Linked DNA regions of Mus musculus: region 2 is linked to region 1. The links are chromatin contacts, called in public HiChIP or PLAC-seq maps. All regions are on one chromosome and are shown on one strand. Each heading gives the region's core, a stretch centred on a gene start, on an enhancer-like site or on the middle of the called end of the contact. The rest is flanking DNA. Distances are from core to core; before and after follow the strand shown.

Region 1 (4,238 bases), core at 528-3,027:
CAGTAATTAGCTTACTTTGGTTTTCAATAATTAAATTCATTGCTAACTATCAATGTAAGTTAGAAATCTTTCTGTTTTAAAATTATGCATTTTATTAAGACTGGTTCATAAGTATCTAGATTCTACATAAGAAAGAAAGAAAGAAAGAAAGAAAGAAAGAAAGAAAGAAAGAAAGAAAGAAAGAAAGAAAGGAAGGAAGGAAGGAAGGAAGGAAGGAAGGAAGGAAGAGATAGCGAGAAAGGAAGAAAGAGAGGAAGGAAGAGAGAGAGAGAGAGAGAGAGAGAGAGAGAGAGAGAGAGAGAGAGAGAGAAAGACTCTTAGAAGTGAGGATATAATTTAGTAGGAGAGTCTTTGAATGATATGAGAAAGCCTCCAATGGAACAGAAGCGGAACCCTCATATAAGTAAAGAATTTCAAAAGTTCTGCCTGAAGCAATCATATTTAGCCACAAAAATAATGGTTTGCTTCCTCCTTACCACCGGCTGTATCTTAAGTAATTTTACTTACTTTTCTCAAACAAGATTCAGTTGAAAAATATGATTTTTAGCATTTTTAAAAGATTTTCACCTGGTGGTGATGGTGCAAGCCTTTATCCCAGCACTTGGGAGGCAGAGGCAGGCAGATTTCTGAGTTCGAGGCCAACCTGGTCTACAGAGTGAGTTCCAGGACAGCCAGAGCTACACAGAGAAACCCTGTCTTGAAAAAATAAATAAATAAAAAGTAAAAAGGTGCAGTTTTCAGCTGTGTTTGTGCCTGTCCCCCAACCCCACAATTCATTTGTGGAAAGCTCTTGGAAATGCTCCCAGGTCCTAAAAGCATCCTTGTGGATGAGGGAATACAACACTGTTAGCCATACAGGAAGGAAGCATAAAAGCAGTGACAACAACTGCACCTTGTGTGACCAAGATCAAGATGGAGAGTGAGAGGCAAGAGTAATGAATGGTTACCCACTGTAACTAAATAAGAGACCGTAGAGATGTGATACAAGTGGTTTGTAAAATAATGTTAAACATAAACCAATAAAATAAAGCTACCTGATAGCCTCTTATTGGTGATGCTAATTTATGAGTTATCTGCCCAAAATGCCATATGATATTGGGACTTTTGAAAGATGAGATGATGACCTTCAAATTTGTCCAATCACTTCATTAGGCGTAAACATGTATTTGCAACCAATGAAGCATCTTAGTACTGTTTATGATTATTTATAGTGTACACTGAGAAATGCTGAAAATTAAGAACCTGATACCCATTATTTAAAAAAAAAACTAAAAAATAAGATAGAATACAAAAGATGATCAGTTAATGCAACTTAGACTTTCAAAGAATTTTCTCCTTCTTAAGCCAATATCCCTTCCCAGAGGTTATTAATAAAACATGTTGTAGACGGAAATTAAATCTTAGCCAAGTTTAAAGGTGTGTGACAAAGTAGAGAAAGCCTAAAACTCTAATTCCCAATGTGCTTGGAAGTTACAACAGATGCTATCAGGGGCTCTAGACCATGGTTGTATCATTCATTTGCTCATCACCAACAATGGATGTGACTTGCTCTTACTAATCAGTTATAATTTTCCTGAAATAAATGAGCAATTGTGACAAATTTTCACAAGATAAAATAAACTGGCAGTTGAAAAACCCAAAGGTAGATCAAGTTTAATCTAAAGTATACTGCACTGCAAAACTAAAGAAATGGTTTAAATTACTAATGTGTCCTGATGGCGTTGGTAACCTCTAGAGATATTACTCAGAGCAATGGGATGAGCCAGAGCAATCAACTATGAATGAATCAGCACTATGACATGTGGAACGCAGAGTTAAAATGTGTAGCACTATTAAATAGAAAGCTATCTCACCACAGTGTCTGTTTTAGAAGTGCTGCCCTCTGGAAAGATGAGTTCAGCTGAATATTTGTATGACATGAACAAGGTCCAAACAAAGGAAGATAAATTAATGAAACAATTTGGAAGTCTGATAAAAGGCAAATAATTAGCATAGATTCTTTCTTCCTCTCCCTCTCTCCTCCTCCCTCCCTTTCATTGCTCTGTCTCTTGCCTCCCTCCTCCAGCCCCTCTTTTCCCACTGCCTTTTTCTACCTTCCTTTCTTTATCCATAAGAAAAAGGCACTATTCCTAAGTTTGGGTGGAACCTTAAGGGAGAACTAGCCATGTAGAATAGAAACATGTAAACTGTTACTCAGAATAATGGAAAGGTGTAGTGATTTTTCTGAAGGTCACCGAACAATGGAGTGACCAGCCGGGGAAGAAACTCTGGTCCCCACCCTTACGTGCAACACTGAAGTCTCCACTACTGAACAAGTACAGTCTATTGGGAAAACCTGTTTTCTCATCCACTACTGTATTTTCCAATGGGCCCACTCCTACTCTGCGTTTACTTGAGTGCTGTTGTCAGAATTCTTGTTTTCACTTGTGAACAAGGAGATGTTGATTAGCTGAGATGTCACCTAAGTCCTATTCTTGATATATTTACAAAGATACAATATATTGCAGTCTATAAAGACACAGGTTTTGAAAATTGTATGCAGTGCCTAGTTCTGGACATTGAAATATCTTCTGATTCCTCCATTCTTAAATTAACTAGGAGACACAGTGGAAAGCACCCCTCCACATCCCATTTGGGAACTAGGAATTTCTGTTCACATAACTAAGTTTAGGTGTGATGTTTGTTCCTTTTGTTTTGTTTTGTTGATGATGATGATGATGCTTTAATTAGTTGTGGAAAAAAATAGCCTATGCAGTTCCAGTGGCACTGAAGACACCTGAGGCAAGAATTTCTAGCTAATCTTCTAAATCAAAACACAAAACATCATTTTGAACAAATTTCACTACATATTATTGTATAAATGCATCCACTTATTGAGGCAGTCAGTGAAAGCCACTGTTTCTGCTATCCTTGTTGCTCTGACACAACAGCATCTCACCAGGCTAGCCTGGAACTCACTATGCAGGCAGGGCACAAGCCTAGAACGCCCAGCAATATTTCTGCTTCAGCCTTCAGCCTCCCAAGTGCAGCAGCATCTATCAATCAGCCATTGTTTAGTTACATAATGACCATGGTGATTTCATGTATGAAAGAATTAACTACAGACCTATACCCATGACCTTTGTGTTCTAAGAAACTTCGTTAACTCAGCTATTAAAAAAAATGAATTTATGAAATTCCTAGGCAAATGGATGGACCTGGAGGGCATCATCCTGAGTGGGGTAACCCAATCACAAAGGAACTCGCACAATATGTACTCACTGATAAGTGGATATTAGCCCAGAAACTTAGGATACCCAAGATATAAGATACAACTTGCTAAACGCATGAAATTCAAGAAGAAGGAAGACCAAAGTGTGGACACTTTACCCCTTCCTAGAAATGGGAACAAAACACCCATGGAAGGAGTTACAGAGACAAAATTTGGAGCTGTGACAAAAAGATGGACCATCTAGTGATTGCCATATGCAGGGATCCATCCCATAATCAGCTTCCAAACGCTGACACCATTGCACACACTAGCAAAATTTTGCTGAACTGACCCAGATATAGCTGTCTCTTGTGAGACTATGCCGGAGCCTAGCAAACACAGAAGTGGATGATCACAGTCAGCTATTGGATGGGTCACACGGCCCCCAATGCAGGAGCTATCTCAAAAGCCCCCCATACCCACCCCCCATTCCCCTACCCACCCACTCCCACTTTTTGGCCCTGGCGTTCCCCTGTATTGGGGCATATAAAGTTTGCAATTCCAATGGGCCTCTCTTTCCAGTGATGGCTGAATAGGCCATCTTTTGATACATATGCAGCTAGAGACACGACCGGGAGGTACTGGTTAGTTCATAGTGTTGTTCCACCTATTGGGTTGCAGATCCCTTTAGCTCCTTGGGTACTTTCTCTAGCTCCTCCATTGGGGGTCCTGTGATCCATCCAATAGCTGACTGTGAGCATTCACTTCTGTGTTTACTAGGCCCCTGCATAGTCTCACAAGAGACAGCTATATCAGGGTCCTTTCAGCAAAATCTTGCAAGTGTATGCAATGGTGTCAGCGTTTGGAGGCTGATTATGGGATGGATCCATGGATATGGCAGTTTCTAGATGGTCCATCCTTTTGTCTCAGCTCCAAACTTTGTCTCTGTAACTCCTTCCATGGGTTTTTTGTTCCCAATCACCAGATTTACACTAAGGAAAAAGTCTAAGGAAGGCGTGAGAAGGGGCATAGAATCCCTATGTGGGAA
Region 2 (4,238 bases), core at 444-2,943, 620 kb after region 1:
ACTTGCTTCTTGGTCATGATGTTTGTGCAGGAATAGAAACCCTGACTAAGACAAATTGATACCAGCAGAGTGGGGTATTCCTGTGACAACCTGACCATGTTTTGGGGAGGACTGTGGAAGGACTTTGGAACTTTGGGCTAGAAGATCAGTGTTAAGTGCTCTGTCAGACGTTGTGTAGGAGCTTGGGAGATGTTGAGAACAGTGCAGAAGATGGAGGCCTGGCTTGTGAAATTTCAGAGGGAAAATTAAAGACTCTCTTCAGGGCCATTGCTATTTTGGATTGTGAAGATTTTATGGTTCTGGTTAGCTGGGGATGAAGAATCAGCTGTGATTAACAAGATACCAGAACTACTAAAGCAAAAACTTTGCATTACTGAGACTATTGATGCTGGTTAGCTGGAGCTAAGAAATTAGCGGTGATTAAGAAGAGACCAGCATCGTTGAGGTGACATCTTCTGGGAAGTGTTTTCTGAAAGCACAAAGAGGCTATGTTCCAAAGATAACCAAGGTTGTACTCCTGCTGCAGCGAGACTTGGTAATATGTAAGGGTCACCCAGGTGGTACTGGTTTTGAAGGCATGAAGGGGTCACGCAGAGCAGCTGAGGCTCAGCACTGTGAGAGGCCATTGGTGAAGGTGCAGCCTCAGTTGCAATTGATGGCCCAGGACTGAAGGGGTCATGCAGTGTTTTGGAGATGCCAGTACCATGAAATAACCACCAAGAGCAGCAGCAGCAGTGGAGTACAGGCATTTGGAGCCTAGAGGACGACGTGTGTGCTACAAAGGGCATGGCTGGAGAAGTGACCCAAGCCCTTGGAGGAGCCCAGAAGATTGTGAGTTGGATCCCAGACATTGAATGGTTGGAGACTGATTTTTGCTTTTGATTGTAACTGTGCCCTGATATTTTCCCTCTTGAAGGAAAAAACTATTTTAGTGGATCCCACATTTAAGAGACTTTTAATTGTAAAAAGACTTTGGATTTTAAAAGAGATGGATATTTTAAATAGATTGAAATTTTAAGAATATGTAAAGACTGTGGGATGTTTAAAGTTATTTAGACAAAGGACACCCACTATGATCTGGCTGTGAACTGTCTCCCATCCACTCATCTGCTTGAACACTTGGTCCTCAGCTAGTGGGACTGTTTGGGAAGGTTGTTGAATCTCTATGTGCAGCCTACCTGGAGGAAGTGGATCAGCAGAGGTGGGCTGAGGTTGCATAGCCTGGTCCTATTTCCTGTTCGCTCTGATTCTGGACTGAAGATATAATGTGGTCAGCCAGCCTTCCACTCCTGATTCATGTTTCCCCTGCTGCCATGTCTTCCTCGCCATAGTGGACTGTATTCTCTCAAGCCATGAGCAGGTATAAACTCATCCTCCCTCAAGTTGCTTCTGGTCAAGTATTTTGCCACAGCAAAGAGAAAACAAATATAACCCAAGGTGCCTGTCCCAGAGGCCAGGACAACCAGTCTTAGAAGTCACAGCCATTGCAGGTCTATTCCAGGGCCAACTGCTCCATTGGTCTGTCCGTCTTAGCCTGTGAGTCATCACAATATCTCATCAGGGATATATTTAATCAACTTTTACTTCCTTAGCCTCCTTCCAGATCCCTGCCAGCCCTGTCATCCTCCAGGCCTTCCTGTACCTTCTGACCTAAATCCCCTTTCTAAACATGAGCTGAACTGTGTAATTGTGTTATGCACAGAACAAATACAAATGGTTGTAGAATAACAGCTTCCTTGTTAACAAGCTCCATGGGGCCCAGCTACTATGACTCACCCTGTGACGTCACCCCACCAGACCATCAAGGTCACCTCTCAAGCCACTTCCACCACCACACGGGGTCCTCTCACTCGGCTCACTCCCCTCTGAAAGCCTTCCCTGGCCTCAACTAGAGAAAAGCTTGCATTTTCTTAGGAAAATAGTTTTTTTTTTAGTTGCCTACTCTCTTCATCTCCTTTGATAATTCCCTTTTCGGCATTACTGAGAAAAATATGTTTTATTTTATATCTACTTTTATATTTAATTAGCTTACAGAGTAGCAGGCTTCCTTATTTATGTTTACCCATACTTAAATTTAGTTGAATTTCCCTCTGTCGTTTGCTCTCACCCATCCTTCAGTTTCCCCATCCTTGTACCCTACAATCCCCCATCCCCCATTCCACTTTCATATCAGACAGGATGAAATTTACACCTCGGTCTCCTCCAGACAGGAACTGTGTCTTATTTACCACTGGGTTGTCAGCTGTTCTGGAGTAGATGGAAGACAAGTTAACTCAGTTGAATTATTTTATGTATAAAGCTTGCCTTTAGACTAAAGGCAACAAAGTCTCCTAACTCTAGGTTCAACTTAATGTTTTGAGCAATTCTCATTCCTGCCTCGTCTCATTTTAAAATTAAAATGCACCTCTAGTTCCAACTCTCAGGACTAGTGAGGCAGAGCAAAGACTTTGAAAAAGTCCAGTCCATACCCTAGAGCTCAAGATCAAATCCCCCTGCCCCTGGCTGAATCCTCCTGCCCCTGGCTGAATCCCCCTGCCACTAGTTGAAACTGGCATCCACTTATTAAATTACTGAAGGAACACTGGAAAGCCTATTTTGCATCAATGTGAAGGAAACCTGGGTGACGAATAGACAGCCAGCCTCTAGTTGCCTATGTAGCAGAGGATGGCCTAGTCGGCCATCAATGGGAGGCAAGACCCTTGGTAATGCGAAGATCATATGTCCCAGTACAGGGAAAAGCCAGGGCCAGGAAGCAGGAGTGGGTGGGTTGGGAAGCAGGGCGGGGGGAGGGTATAGGGGACTTTCGGGACAGCATTTGAAATGTAAATGAAGAAAATATCTAATTAAAAAAAATTTTTTTAAAGGTGGCAGTGGGTGTAGACACTGCAGCCGTTGCTGCAGCTGCTCTGCCAAACCTTTCCCAGCCCTAAAGTCTCTCTGCTCTGTTTACTTCCCTTGGCTTTCATCCTGTCTTGATTCCTATTCTGACCATATCCACTGTTTTTAAAGATGGGCTTTCCAAGCCGCTATCAGACAGCAGACGTGTGCCCATGTTTCATTTTCTTTCAAATGAGACTTCCTACCAGAACCTCTTCATGGAATGAGGAAGAGGCAGCTTCCTCGCCTGACCCATTGTCTCTGGACTCTGGCTATGGAGATCCGGCTTTTCAGAGAAATCATCCAGAAGTCTTCAAAGTACCCAAGAGTCCCTCAGGTTCCTAGTGTGGGTGTGTGTGTGTGTGTGTGTGTGTGTGTGTGTGTGTGTGTGTGTGTAATTTGTTATAAATTTAAAATATGTGGGCTATATTTCTATCATGTTACCTCGCTTTCCTCCCTCCAACTTCTCCCCATGTCTGCTCAGATTCATCACCTCTTTTTATTATTGATATATGTGTGTGTATTTGTTCATATATTATATATCAATATGTTGTTCATATATCACATATGAACAAATATAAATACAACCTACTTGGTCCATTTAGTAGTAACGGTGTGTGTTTATGGCTTTAGGGCTGACTACTTGACATTAGATAGCCATTAGGGGGCTCATCTCTGGGGAAGTCTGATTCTCCCTCTCTCAGAAGTCATTAATTGCCTGTAGTTTTTCTGTCTATGAATGGGGCCCCATGAGAATTCCTTCATCCATATTGGCATGTGTTTGTGGGAAATATTATGAGCTGGCCGGCCAGGCTCAGTCTACAGCGGGCATGGCGGGCCTGTTCTCATCTCATGGAGACTGACTCAGAGCTCCGAAATCTCTCCACCCAGCTCGCAAAGTTCCCACTGGTGGGTCACTACCACACCAAACCCACGCTCCAAAATTCCCATGGCTTTTTGGGATACACTTCTGGCAAACCCATGCATTGCCTCCATACCTTTCTCTCCGGAACCCAGTTAGCCGCGGCATGAAGGAAGGAAAACACCACACAAACTTAGTTCAGAATCAATGGTAACTCAATCGCTGGGACAACTAGCATCCAAATTATTAGCCATGCTAAGTTAAATCCTCCGGTTGTGGATCCAAACGGATCCGCCACCTGAAAGGGGTCTCTGCTGTCTACATCTTCATCTCCCGCTGTCTGGTCCAACCAAAAGCCTGTATCTCTCTCCTGCCTCTTATCTCCCTCTCTCTGACCCAGAAGCCCCACCTACTGGCCCAATGACTGGTTTCTTTATTCATGAAGTCCTGAGTTGTCCTTTATAAGAGTTACCTTAGTCATGGTGTCTCTTCCCAGCAA

What was found. HiChIP or PLAC-seq counts read pairs in DNA pulled down with a chosen protein or histone mark.
Region 2: a CTCF HiChIP or PLAC-seq map of the NIH/3T3 cell line shows a contact between it and region 1, with 5 read pairs. The contact joins two enhancer-like sites.

Annotation. Positions count from the first base shown.
Region 1 is chr3:151,429,899-151,434,136 of GRCm38.p6, forward strand. No RefSeq gene overlaps it. Among named protein-coding and RNA genes, the nearest start is that of Adgrl4, 5.9 kb to the right of the region's middle. Within about 2 kb of position 1,778, at least 24 of the 459 cell types and tissues checked have an H3K27ac peak or open chromatin away from gene starts, as enhancers often do. A contact at or near this core is called in the NIH/3T3 cell line, where this site is marked.
Region 2 is chr3:152,052,803-152,057,040 of GRCm38.p6, forward strand. No RefSeq gene overlaps it. Among named protein-coding and RNA genes, the nearest start is that of Gm31881, 29 kb to the right of the region's middle. Within about 2 kb of position 1,694, at least 25 of the 459 cell types and tissues checked have an H3K27ac peak or open chromatin away from gene starts, as enhancers often do. A contact at or near this core is called in the NIH/3T3 cell line, where this site is marked.